2 separate regions of the Anas platyrhynchos genome follow, and region 2 is linked to region 1. The links are chromatin contacts, called in public Hi-C maps. All regions are on one chromosome and are shown on one strand. The core of a region is the stretch at or near the end of the contact, and the rest is flanking DNA. Distances in the headings are between cores, read along the strand shown. Region 1 has its middle 12 kb from the start of DISC1. Region 2 has its middle 8.7 kb from the start of TSNAX.

Region 1 (6,989 bases), core at 3,019-5,518:
CTTTGCAGGAGCAAAGAAACAATGAATGAACAATTTACAGTCTCGTTTCTTAATCACATCTACCTGTGCAGCTCGTCCTACTGATCAGCAGTTACACCGATGTTCCTAAACCACTTGGGCACATTTGAGGTCCACATCTGTGTATAAAACTTCTGTCATCTGTTAAATTATGAGTTAGAGTTTTCCTGAGCCCTACTTTAAAAATGGATTGTATAGGAAAGGGGGAGCTGTGGGCTTTTGTGCAGAGAGACATGAGTTTGTGACTAAATCACTAAATTGAAGGTAACGCTCATGGTAAGTAGCATAAAAGGTTTAAACCCAGTCTTAGCAGGGCCTGTGCTCTACAGGAACTGGTCAGGAAAAGTAGACCAGCTGCAAGATTTCAGATTATTTTAAATATATACTTAATTTAGTTTATCTGGTCCTGCCTTGTTACTGGAAGGATGTGTTTGTGAATTATTAGAGAACATATATTTGCTCTGCCACCTAGTGTCTAGCACTAGAAATAACTGAAAGGTTTTTTTTTTTTTAATTACAAATTATTTTTTGTTTTCTCTTTAAGTTCTTATAAACACAATTAGTGGTGCAGTGCAAGATTCATTTTTAGGCTCAGGTAGGTCTCTGATCGTGATAAATTATATTCAGCTCCTTCTGCTATGTGGAAAACATGCTGTTCTCTGGTATTCCCAAAATTATTTTGTATCCCAGCATGTGTGTATGGTATTAATGGAAATCCATGAGAAAGTTTGACTAGACAGGTACTTGCAGACTTGTGAATTATACAATACTTTTATTTGAAGTAGTACATTAAGGAGTACCGGTGCTAATAAGGATTCATAAACTCGAGTCCTAATTCCTTAATATGTATTATAATCACGCTACCCATATAACAAAATGCAAGTCTCTTTTAGCTGCTGAACTTCTGGTACAAAATCAAACGCTTCTGCATGTGTGAATGCAGCTGTTTACTTGCCTACGGTGACCGTGTTTGCCACAGAAACCCCTTGGGTAACACAAGTGGCTTCACAACCACGAGACTCGGTGTCTGTAGCATGGAAGCAGGAGCTGTGCTGCACCCTGTGGATGAACGGGGCTGGGGCTGGTTGCTCCAGCCCTGGGTCTCTGCCTGCTGATGGTACAGGTGAGTGGGAGCTCCTCAACGTCCTGGCATGGCCCAGCAGCTATATCTTGCCCTGTGCTCCTCAGGGATGTCCCTGGCCACCAGGAGAGACCCGGCACACACCATAGTGGGGGACATCATGAGACACCACAGTGGGCTTTGAAACAGGATAACACAACCCAAGTCGTTATTTGCACTGGGCAAGACTGATGCACCTGGGCACGTGGCTGCAGCCAGCTATTGCTGTCCAGGCACTCTCTGCAATGCCAAATTGTCCCTGTTTTATGTTATATTGTCACAGTCATATCTGAGCATCTTTGGCTAAGCTTAGCTGGGGGCCAGATACCCCATTCATGTAAACTGCTTTCTGGATTACAGCCACAGGAGGAAGGAGATGCTAGTTTGTTTTAGAGCAGTTCCTTTGCCTTTGGAAGATCACAGGTTTCAGAGGGATTTCCGTCTTTTTCCACCACAGCTTAACAAAGGCTGAGATCTTGTATGAGCCTCTGAATTTATAGGATGAAAACTCACACCATGTGTAAAGGAAGGAGAGAGCTGGAGTCCTCTGAGTCTTTTGGATAAAGTCAAGTGAAATTCCAGCTGGTGTCCTCTGTAAAAACATTTTGAAATCCTTGGCTCTGGTAGGAAACTCAGCAGCTACATCCCGTAGCTCTGCCTCAGCTCAAAGCTCTCCCCGAAGTCATCAGGATCTCTGCTCTGAACCTGATGCTGCCACTGGGCATGAGGAAAACCCCAAGACAGGCAGCTATGAGAGGTGTCTGCACCTCAGCAGACTGTGCCTGGCTCGTGGGAGGCCCTGCCTCATTGCTGATGCTCGCCTCCTCTGCTTTTGGGAATTGCGTTTTGCTGTAGAGTGTGACCACCAGGGTTTGCTGATGCAGCACCTGGAAACAGAAGAGCTGGGGCACAGGGACATATTTGTGATTTGGGATTATTTCCTGAGCACTTCCCCCTGCTAGGTGCGCTCACACTGAGCCTGTCCATAAAGGTGTGGGACAGGAGGTGAGCGGTGAGGTGGGTGAGTTTGTTAATGGCAGTTTGTTAACTACCCACCATAGTAAAGACAACAGATGACTGAAAAAATGGAGAAGTGGATTACGAGGCTGCAGGCAGGAGAGGAACCAGGCTGAGCGTAGGTAGATGTGACATGGTACTCGCAGGGAAAAATAGCCTTGGTGTCCCCCTTTCAACACCAACATGCTGGGATTGCTTTCATGGAAATATCAACTCAGTGCTTGTCAGCAAGGAAAAAAGACAGCCAAATGTTAGGAATTAAAAGGGAAACACAGTGATAGCAACCAGGACTGTGCCCAGGACACCCCAACACAAAGTGATTTAGGCACAGCTCTATAGCACGAGTGGGACCATCCCAGCATCTCCCAGGCTTTACCCGAGATTTCCTCTCCCCACAAAACTTGCACCGCTTGAGTCAACGCAGATTTTGATGTCAATGTCCTTAAATTGTTTGTCTCTGTTTGCAACAGGCTTGTATTGATTTAGGTTAATTTGGTTACCAAAAAAGGGTTGCACTGATTGCTCTAAATGGATTAAATAGTGATTTCAGTTAAACTGGTGGCAGGCTGGTGTGTAGACAGGGCCTGGAGCTTTGTAAGCTAATGACTTGGCAGTAATACAACAAGGCTTTTTTAGACAGCTGAGACCAAGCTGTTGTTTTAAATCTAAGACCGTAAGTGTTACTATTCTGGTAAATTGTCCCCAAACAGGAAAATTTTCCAGCAAGTTGGGCTCCTGGCAAATCTCTTTACTAACTCTTACCTTTCTGACAAGAATTTGACAAGTACTCTTAATGTAAATGGATTTTGGACTGAATCCAAATGCAAAACATGGGAAATTTCCGTTTTTTAGACAAGGTTCTCTGATTTTCGTTCACCTTCCCAGCCTGCTAATTTTTTCACATTTCTGGAAATGGAAAAAAAAAAAAGTTTTCATTTTTTATAACAATTCCGATGGTTTGAAAAAAAGTGTAACTGAGGTCACCTCCTGCCAACACCAGAGAACCTTTTTCCCAGATGAGACCTGTGAGGAGAACAAGTTCAGGAGCAGCCACTCTTTTCTTCATTCAAGAAGGAGCTAGGGTGAGGTTAGTCCTTGGTCATTAAACCTTTTGTGCCCCGTACTATCTCAATGGGAAGAAAACCCTGTCTCTGCATAAAGTGCCTCCTATCTGCCTCTGAACCAGCTGCCTGAGCTTCTGCCAAGTGAATCTGCCTTCACAGGTCTTTTCTGTACCAACGTGCAAATCCCATTTGGCATTAGTGATTCATCTGCTTTCTTTGTTGATGTTTTTGACTCCAGGTTGGGACTGAAATGTGAACAGCACGGGACTCCAGTCCAATGATAACTGCACCTTGGCTCTCCTTGATTTGCAGGGAAGCCTACTGAGATACTAAATAAGCCTTTGCTCAGAAAATCCCAGTGCAGCAGGTCAGCTCTGATCCTTTCCTGTTTTAGGCAGAGAATATTATGAAACCTCAAGCAGAAAGCCAGTGGTAAGAACAAGGGGAGACTCCATGCTTCAGAGGAAAGTTGAAGGCTGCCTACAGGACACCAATTGCAGGCCAGGAATCTGCGTGAGGAGTAAGCCTATTTGTCCTCCTGGTTTGCCATCAGGTGGTATCCGAGCTCCTTCCAGACTGCTTCAAAGTTGTTCTAGGCTGACACCACAAAACCCTGTCCATGAGGGATGCTGTACCCTAGAACAGTGAATAATGGGATCACAGAATGGTTTGGGTGGGAAGGGACCTTACAGATCACCTGGTTCCAGCCCCCTGCCGTGGGCATTGACACCTCCCACCAGACCAGGTTGCCCAAAGCCCCATCCAGCCTGGCCTTGAGCACCTCCAGGGATGGGGCATCCACAGCTCCTCTGGGCAGCCTGTGCCAGTGCCTCACCACCCTCCCATGTGCCTCCCTGTGCTATGAATCATAAACTCCCAGATCAGAACAGCCAGCAAGGGGATACAAAGCTCACAGTGAGCAAAAGAATACCCCACAAAATCCTTCTTTATACTTCTCTGAGCCTCTTCCACGGAACAATTAGTGGATGCTCTTGTTTTGAACTCCATGACTCACTCTTGCAATTCAGCTGTGGTTTGCGCTCACCCAATCGCTTAACGCAGCGCAGGGAAATAGGCAATTGTGAGAATTTCCTCTGATTCTGTGGCATGTTACACTGCAGCGCCACGCGCTCGCAGGGCGGCTGTTTGCATCGCACATGTGCTGCCTCACCCTTCAGGCAGTGCTTCCTCGTGGCATCAGTGGTCAGAAAGTGTTAGAGAGAAAGTGCATTTCACTGTGTTTACAGGACTTTACAACTAGGCTTGCACGCACACCACTGTTGTCAATGGTCTGTAACAGTTAGGCTGTGGCTTGGCTCTGGTAGACTTTTATTTCCACCCGTGTATCTTCTTTGTCTGTGTGTCTGCATGCGTGCGCGTACTCGCAAAAGCCCCATTAAAGGTAATAGGCTCTATTAAAGTGATTATGCCGGCTAATGTCTCCCACACTCCTTTCTGCTAACCATATTCAGCTTTGTCAGTTAACAGCATATTTACTGTTATGAAGTAGTAAGTGATTTTTAATCACTTCCCGTAACATACACACTCGTGTAACTTTCCAACTACCTCGTAGATACGAAGGACGCTTCAGCAATTGAAGTAAAAGTGTTTTCCAAAGATTCCCTGCACCCACAGAGTGTGTTTGGAGGCTTCCCTGTGCTTACCTTGCCTTGGTCACGCTGTGATAATTTTGGCAGCAGAGCAAGGAAAACGCCCTCAATAATTTGCCAACATTTTTCATATCTTAAAGAGAACAAAACCATAAAACCATGGTGTACCGCTGGTACCACACATCAGAAACCTTGCCCTGTGTCCATCAAAAGATGCTGTAATGGTGGAGAGGTTATTTCACTGGCTCCCAAGGGCTAAATTCGTGCTGGGAATGAGAACAGCAGGAGTTGCCTGAATGGGGTGAGCTGCTGCATCCTTCACAGAGAGCTCCCTCCAGCCCCAGGATGGATGAGCCGGGGACTACAGTGGCCATGGGCAGCCACTGTTCCTCTGAGAGAGTTTTGGGGTGAGGCCCAGGTTTCTTACTTGTTTCTGCCTTTTTTTTTTTTTTTCCTGCTTTTGACTTGCCCTTGCTTGACCTCCTCTCTCAGACACTTTCTCTCACAGCTGTTTCCGTTCTGCAGCTGCTTTTGCTCTTACCACTCATCTTCGTTTTGTTCCATTTCTCCCCTTTTTCCTCTTTTGACTTCCCTGTTTCTCTCACTTTTCCCTCTTACTGCCCAACCACTCACCACATTTTCCCTTGCAGACAATTTCCCAAGGGCTCAACCACAGCAGCTCCGTTTGCATGGCCATTTGCACAACCCAGAGGTTCTTGGCTGAGGAACATTATCTTCCTTGGCTCCATCTATGGTCCTTGGGGATGGACAGGAACCTCCCTCCAGAAGGTGCTTCAGCCTCTAAAGGTGTTGAAGGAACTCACAAAGTCTCTGCTCTCCTGACACAGACTGATGGTAACACAGATGTATTAGGAGTTTGCACCTGCAGAAGAGCAGCAGACTTGCTGTCAGCACCTTGTAGCAACTTTCCCCCACCCCAAAGCCTTGTCTCTGTGCTACGGATAAGGCATTTGGTCCTATGATCAGGACCAAATTCAGATGAGCATTTTCAGCCCTGTTCCGTTTTCGCTCTAAAAATAGGCCTAATGTAAGGAATAGGGAAATAAGAGTGAAAAGGGAAGCACAACTTTGATTCTTACCCAACCGCTTTAAAAGCAGGCATCTGCACAGCTTCAGTAGCTTTCCACCAGGAGAAGGTCTCCCAGGGGCTGGCTTCCACATCTTAAATGGAGCCAAGTTTAGTCTTTTCTGTGGCAAATCTCTCAGGAACGGTGAACTCCAAATACAGCCTTATTTCCATCCAGACATCCATTCCCAGAGAGACTTTTTCTGTTCACTGTGACCGAGAAAATACATGAGACACTCTAACAACCATCACAGAGTATCTGTGCAGGCACCCTGCTCTATCCCGAGGTTGCAGACAAGCTGCTCTGTGGTAAAGGTTTCTTCTGTGGGTAGGAATCTGGTCCCACTACCTGCCTATGAGACGTTGCCAGTGTCTTTCCAAGGGTTTCACCCTGAGTCTGGGTCACAGCTTTTGTTACCAGCTGACCCAGCAATGCAAAAATCTGTCAAAGTCCCATACCCTTCCCTCCCTGTGCATCTCTGCCCTCCCATCTCATTTAAATATGAGAGGGACTGCCTGGGGGCATGGGATGAGGTCCCTTGTCCCCAGGGCAGGCATGGCTCGGTGGGACCCTTATCCCTTCTCTGCAAGTCACTGGTGGGGGGAAGTCTGAGTCCACATTCCCATGTTCCTTGGTGCAGATAGATAGCTCTCAGGAGTATTTTTGGTTAATTTTATTACTGACCGCAGGAAATGATGTGACATGTGGCCTCACATCTGACCAAGGGGGCTGTTCTGGCATGGATGCACAGCTCTCCCCCTCTGCCATCCCGTGTGCAGCTGCCCTGGTGGCTTTGGTAATCAATTTTTTTATTAGCCTGTTAAGCCAAATGCTGGCACTGAGCCACCGGCAAGTTATAAAGCTGGCCAAATAATTGGAATAATAATTCACTCCCATGGAAAGCGATCCATTTAAAGGTGTTGTGTATTTCCTGAATGGAAATGAATCCCTTCTAAGGGTTTGGTTTAGATTAGTTCACTGCATGGTTTACTTGAGCCCTATTATTTTACCAGTGATACATAAATTAGGTTCATAAATACGGTGATAGGGCTGGACCTTGGCGGTGCTAGGA
Region 2 (6,989 bases), core at 1,575-4,074, 42 kb before region 1:
CCAGCCGTTTTCTTGCTGCTCACCTCACTTGCTGGGCATCCAAACCCACTGACAGGAGAAAGTGGCACACGAAACGCTTTGCAAAGCCCCATGAACCTGAGGCGGGTGTGTGACCTGCAGAAAGCAGTGGGATCCACACACAGCCTGCTCCTCCGGGCACAGCTGGCTGCTCACTTCTCCCCTTTTCAGTCCTACGGGTGGTTTTTTGAGGTAGCCGTGAAAGCAGGTGCTCGACGTGCTGGCAGAAGAGGCCTGTGTGAGCAGGAAGCACAGTTTGTACATGAGAAGGTCTGGCATACAGAGCCTTCAGTTCGCACATCCCAGGAAAAATGAAAAAAAAAACAAACAGTAAATAAAGCTGTGCTTGTTTTGGCTCAGGTTCCTGGAGATTGTGATGAGGCAGTAGGATTCAGTGTAATTCACTCACTTCTCTTTTATGAGCTGCGAAGTTCAGGCTGATTTTCTCTAACTCATGACTTTCTCATTCTTCAGAGGCCTGCGCCCTGATCCCTTTTTAAGCCTTGACATCCATGCTATTTTTAGTCTGGCAGACTATTTTCGGACAGCATCTACAAGACACGGTCTTTTTTTCCTGGCTAGCTCCACAAGCCAACCTGTGTTATGCTCTCCTCGTCTCATACCTTGGTTGCTGCAGCATCCTTGAGAGGCACACACGTGCCTCTTCCTTGACATTTTCTCCCAGGGCTGCTCCTTCCCCCGACACCCTGATCTCAGCAGAAGCTCCCACCCCATGCACGCTGTGATGAACGTGTGCAAGCAGGTTGATTTTTGCACGCCCAGAGCAGGTGGGGTGGTTTGGCTGCCCTGCAGGTTGCTGCAGGAAGGAGCATGGCCCTTGGGGATGATGTGAAGGAGCTGCTGGCCACTGAATTGCTGACAGGGGCTGTTTGTCACCAGCACCACCTTCCCCTGTCCCATGTCCTGTGGCTGTCCCGTGGAGGATGCGCACACCACTCCCAGGAGAAAGGCGGCCGCAGGGTGCCAGAAGAGCCTGCCAGCCCTCATTAAACTCCTCCAGCCTGCGGCCTAATTGCTGCGAGCTGCAAGTCGCCTCAGGAAGCAGGTCGGCCGGGGGAGGCTCGGGGCCAAATGACCTGATTCTCACTGCTGTAATCCATCACTGGCTACTCAAAGCAATCTGCACGTTCAGGTAGCTCCGAGCCCTTCTTCCCTGACAGCACCTGCCCGGTGCCTGCAGAGACCCCTCCTCCTCCTGCAGCACTCCTGTATCTGCTGTGATGCTGTGCGACTTATCTTGGGGCTTATTTTAAGCAACAGTACAGCACCGATCTGTATTTCTTATAAGGTACATGCTGTACGTATAGAAATACTGCTCTCAGCAAGCACAGATTGGGTTTCCCCTAATCTTAAACCATCAAACACAACTGCTTGCCTCTGCTTCCCCAAGCCTTCAGAGCCCAGCTCCATTCTCTCACTGGCACAACGCAAGGTGAAGTCTCACCTTCAAGGAGGCATTGACACGAACCCCTGTGCCTTCTTTGCTTTTATCCCTGCAACTCCATGCTCTCTGGCACACTGAGGTGCTCACAGTGAGCATCCTCTTTCCAAAACTTCTTTAGGCTGTCCACAGCCAAACTGGCATTGGCATTGCCCCTTGGGCTGGCCAGGCAGCGCCAACAGTGACAGTGCTATAACAATAAATACTGCAGTGGTGATGCAGTGCTAAACGGGTGTGATACCAAGCAGCATCACCGACAGAACATCACGCAATTTCTCTGCATGCTGTTAACAAGATTAGCTCAGATCTCAGAAATTAAAATAAAAATACATGGGCTCTGGCTTCATGCAGCTGGCTGCACACGGAGCTTATGAAATAAAGATTCCAAGCCTGGTAGAAATAGTGAAAAAATATCTGGGACTTTTTGTGCCTAATGTTTTATTGACATCACGCAGAATTTGCCTTGCAGGCTAACCTAGGGTGTCAATCTATTCTGTTTTTTTTTAAGATAGTTGTTTATTTTTTTCCCCAAAACATGTGTTGTACAAAATATAGCAATCGTTCAGATGTTTTATCTTGCTTGTGGTAGAAAATGGTACGGTTGTGACAACGCAGAAGTGGTCATCCCCACCTATCGTGCAGCCAGCGTAAGGACATTTTATAATAGAACAGCAACTCCCAAATAAGAACTGAAAGAAATTTAACAACGTAAGTCACCTCTATCATCCCAAGCCGGGCTTTTGCCAGTATAAACTAGTTTGGTTACAAAACATCGCAGTTCTTACTGCAATTATTATACTAGGAAAACTAGTAGATCCAGACTGCCTACAAAAACATGACTGCAGCAGCCACCGATATCCTGAGGACTTGTTGTGCCAAAGCCAGTGCAGTTGTAACTCCTGATTTCATTGAAAGTTATTCCAAGAATGAGTTTGTCCCACTAGGCTGGAATCCCTTTCAAAACAGGAGTGTAAAATGCGCGTCGAGTAAAATCGCGTATTCTGGGAAATATGTAAAAGGTAGAACTTTTTTTTTTTTTCTTTCTTGCACAGCTGGGGGAGGGGTTGCAGGATGAAAATGAGTCATTTATGAACTGTAGGAATTCTGCCACTCTACCCAGTACCCAGCCTCCCACGAGCGCGCTACCCTCAGTATTATTTTGCAGCTCCAGGTGGCCTCTTTTCTCCTCCGAGATAGTGCAGCTGGGCCTTCCAGCCAATAAAACAGCTAAACGGAACTTTTTTTAGCCTGATAAATATATCTGTGAAGGTATTGCGCAGTGTGTGTGGATCCAAATGGGGCTGAGGTGTGGGCTAGGCACTGAGCAGCTCAGGACTTAGACAGTCACATGCTCGGCAGGAGGAACTCGCTCCCTCCGAGCACGTAAGCAGTGGAAACTTACAGCACGTAGGGCACAGCAGCTCTAATCCCTCTCAGCTACACAAGTTCCCAGCCCCGTGCTTTGGTTTCCACAAGTGCTCAGGTGGCCTCGCGAGGGGTGTGCAAGGTGACCTGCCAGTGGACAGGCTGGTTGCACGGTGGGTGCCCGGCTCTGTGCTCAGCCCCACCAATGCCCCCTTTGTGGGTCGTATCTTAGCTGTGGGTGGTCTGCTCTGCTGTGGGTCTGCTCTGCTGTGCTGTGGGTTTGCTAAGCCTGGTGGAAAAATGAAAACGCCGTCTTCGTTTCATGAGAAAGAATGGAGCTTCTTCTGGGCACCGAGGTGCCAAGGCATGGGGAGTGTTACCACGAGTCAAGTTTGGCTCTCACCGTCGGTGAAGGAAGCAGCTGAAAAACGATGATGGCTTTGCTACAGATTGTAGCTTCACCAGGGCTTGGGAAGCAGGCTGGGTAGCAGTGCTGCAAGAGAGAGGCTGAGATGGGAGGGTACCAGCTGCTGTCCCTGCTCCCACCCCTCCTCTGATGGTGGTGGGACAGCATCCCTGATGTGCCAAGGTCTTCTTCCAGCTCCCTGCTTCCCCTCAGCCATTTGTGTTTTCCCATGAGTGGCGTGAGCCAGCCCCAGCCCTGACCTTTTCTCCTTGGAGTGCCAAAAGTCAGCCAGAGGAGGAAGTGAAGCGCAGAGCCCCCGCTGCTGCAGGACTCGACCTGTGTGCATGGGTTAAGCTCCTTCGCCTGCTTTTCTACAACACTGCAAGGGTTATGTGTTTCGGAATCTGCCCTATGCACGCATTAGTCATTTGTCAAAAGCCTGCCAGATACTCATTTTCCTTCTTTATCTGTTGCACCAAACTGCCGTTTAGTTTAATTTGGCGTTTGGAAAAATCTTGTCACCCAAATCACATTAGCAGAAGGTGAAAGTAAGCACAGAGGAAACAAGGACAACTGCATTTATTCCATGTGGGCAGATTACTTGTTCTTTTCCGGTGGAACAACTGTGAATGTTTTTCTTAGTAAAAACAAAAGAAAAGAAAACCCAAAACCCTCTGGCTAACTACCAGCTTCAGCTGTACCAGCTCTGCCCAGCTGTGTGCGTGCAGCTGAATGATGCCCCACAGAGAGGACACGTTCCTATTGCTTGGCTCTTTGGGATTAACTGTCCCTTTCATCAAGTTGGCTTGGACTAACGTTGCTGCCGATCAGGTAATGCAAATCTTCCTGAGAAAGACTCTTAGGCTGTTGATTACAAAAGATAGCCATTTCAACAGCCATTACACAACACAATTCAACCCCTAGATGTTGCAGGCAGATGCTCTAATAGCTAGGAACTGTTTATTGATCACAGCCAGATATGAAAACGTGCATCCTTTACCCGAAGCGCTGCTGAATATCTCGTGCAGCGAGATGAAAGCCATTGTTTATGCCAGTTGGGGAAGGAGCGCTGCCAGCACGTGGGAGGACGTACATTATCTAACATCCTACCTAGCACGTAATGGCTGAGAGCGACAGGCAGGAGGGGAACGTGCAGTGCTTCTGCTTGTGAAATGCGGTGCCTGAGAAGCAGAAGGGCATGGACTTACTCCCGCCTCATGTCAGGTGTCTAAATAAGAGGGATAAGTTGCTTTCTGCAGGCACCTCCCTCCCTCTGTACCGCAGCAGAAGAGCAGGCTCCAGGGACGAGTCCAGCTGCAGAGAGAGAGGCAGAGGGAAGATACAGAGGGGACGAGGGACACCCTGAATGCTGAGCTCAGGATTCCTCTGGGGTAGAGCCGCAGCAGAAGTCAGCATGCAGAGGAGATCCTGTCATCTCCAGCCCAGAGGTGCATTCAGGAGGAAGGTTGTACTGGGACAGTGCCCTGAGATAAGAACCTCCTGTGATGCCAACCCCAAAGCTATGCTGATTAACACCGGGATGAAAATAGCCCTTGGAGGTTTTATGCTAGCGAAAGGTCAGCCAGACTAGGACATCAGGACTAACATCTAAAGGAGTGTGATAAATAGCACCTTTTCTCCCTGCGTGCCGGACTTCTGCTCTAAAAATAGGCTTCTGAGCTATTTATTGGCACCATTGTGTGTCCCCTCTGCCCAGAAACAGGTTTACCTCTGAGTGCCGTCACCATGTCTATGGGTATCAGAGTGTTTTGAGGAGGCCCAGGCTCGGGCCAGGATTGCACTCTGCCAACAGAGAATTTAAAATACAGCCCTGCCCCACATCCCCTTGCTCTTGGTCTGTCCCTTGTGAACACTCCCCGTGAAGATCTCAAAGCCCACAGAGGGCCCAGGGCCTCCTCCACGCCAGCAGAGCTTACATCCAAGCAAGCCAGAGATAAAAAAATTCAGCCCAGCTCCTCGAAGCAAAGGCGTGCTTTTACTTTCCCGGCAGTGGCCGCTCTCAGCGGGGCGGGGGAATGCCCTGCAGCTGCCCACTCCTTCCACTGACCGCAGAAAGCGGCAGCCAAGGAGCAGGGAGAGCCAAGGGGGTGGCTTCAGAGAGGCTCTGGAGACACTCCAGCTGCTGCAAGGCCAGAACTGTGCTGAAGGAAAACGGGGCGGTTCAGTAACCTGGCGTGGCAGGCAGTGCCACGGTGACACAGGGCATTTTGCTGGTGGTCATCTTCAAGCTCAGGGGGGACAGCTATGTGTTGAAGCAGTGCTAGCATGAGGACAAAGCTGTCCCTCATGAGGTGACTTGTTGCCCTTGGAGGTCTGTCCACTATGCTGTCCACCATGGCCAATGCACTGTTGTTAAAGTAGCCAAGTGTGGAAAAGACTGTACATTAAACTGATCAAAATACACCTTCCTTTCTCCTGGTGGTGGCAGGCCCACCACGAATGTGTAGCCACAGCATGGATAACCAGTGGGAGTTGTACTCCTCCCCCTCTCCCTGTCCCTGTGAGTCTGCCTCCATTTTTGTGGTGAAAACACAGGTGGGTTTCAGCCAGGCCTGCTGCTTGCTGTGTCCCCAAAACCCTTGTGTCACTGCAGCTGGTTGCTCCCTTGTGTTTGGTAAAGGACACACCTGGGATGGAGGAATGAGCCGTTTAACTACCGCTGAAGATCAAAATGAAGAGCAGCTTTGGAAAACTGGCAAGTGTTAAGCAATGCCCGGGGCAGCAGGAGAAACAGAGGAGAGTGTTGTGTTTTGCACGGCGTTGTGAGAAAAGGGAGCGACCTTCCTCGAGGGCTGGGAGACAGCGGTTCAAAGATCTGCCTCATCGTCTGTGCAACCGGTGAGGCACCTGCTTGTGTAAGATCAAAGTCCAGGAACGCCTCACCTCGCTGGGACACCCTTTGTGGCTGCTCTGAGGACAGGAGCGGGGCACGGAGGTGGGAGTGGAGCCCTCCAACCTCTGGGCCTGGTGGCCCTCGGTCACTTCAGGCAACCGTGAGGTACGGCTGCCTCAGGATCCAGCTGTGCCTCGTGCTGAGGATCGGTAACATTTTTGTGCTGCCGTCTTCCTGTGAGGGAAACCTGTTTATTCATGCCTTGGATAACTAAAAACTTCCCTCAAATTTCAGAACTGTCTGCTGATGGCCAGTTTGTACTCAGGTGTTTTGTGTCAGACTGTCCTTCAGGTTGGATAGTCTGTCATTTCCCCCCGTGCCTCCCCAAGGTATTTATGAAGAGAAATCATAAGCTCTCTCATCCTCTGCTTTCCTGAAATTCTTCCAGTTCATACAATTTTCCTGGACATCTCTTCACAGTTCCTTCTCCAGGTTAAGGGTTTTCAGAAAATATAGCTAGCTGGAATTGCATCCAGTATTCCAGAGGAAGCATCTCCAGTGCCTGTTTTTTTAATGGCAGTGTTACTCTGCGAGCTCACAGTCATCACGCTATCATCAGGTTATCTTCTGGATTCAAATTCAGCTCTTCAGTCATTCCAAGTCCTGTTTGTTGCACAAATTCTTGTTCTTAGTTCTCTCACACATGAGCTTTACTACAGCATTTCACTCTATTTGCATACCTTCAGCACTCAAGGATCTCTCCCTGTGATATCCATAACTTCTTGAGTACAGGCAACACCCTCCAGCTTTCTGCTGTTGACAGATTTCATCACACATCAGTCAGGTTTCACAACACTTCTGGCTGAATTATTTTTTTAGTATTT

What was found. Hi-C and Micro-C count contacts between places; a contact is called where the count stands out from the background.
Region 2: a contact with region 1 is called in a Hi-C map of liver, with 1.6 times the contacts expected there. The contact joins two enhancer-like sites. A contact is called at or near these places in 2 of 8 Hi-C or Micro-C datasets (liver and skeletal muscle).

Annotation. Positions count from the first base shown.
Region 1 is chr3:44,240,425-44,247,413 of IASCAAS_PekinDuck_T2T, reverse strand. No RefSeq gene overlaps it. Among named protein-coding and RNA genes, the nearest start is that of DISC1, 12 kb to the right of the region's middle. Within about 2 kb of position 4,268, at least 2 of the 8 cell types and tissues checked have an H3K27ac peak or open chromatin away from gene starts, as enhancers often do.
Region 2 is chr3:44,280,501-44,287,489 of IASCAAS_PekinDuck_T2T, reverse strand. No RefSeq gene overlaps it. Among named protein-coding and RNA genes, the nearest start is that of TSNAX, 8.7 kb to the right of the region's middle. Within about 2 kb of position 2,824, at least 2 of the 8 cell types and tissues checked have an H3K27ac peak or open chromatin away from gene starts, as enhancers often do.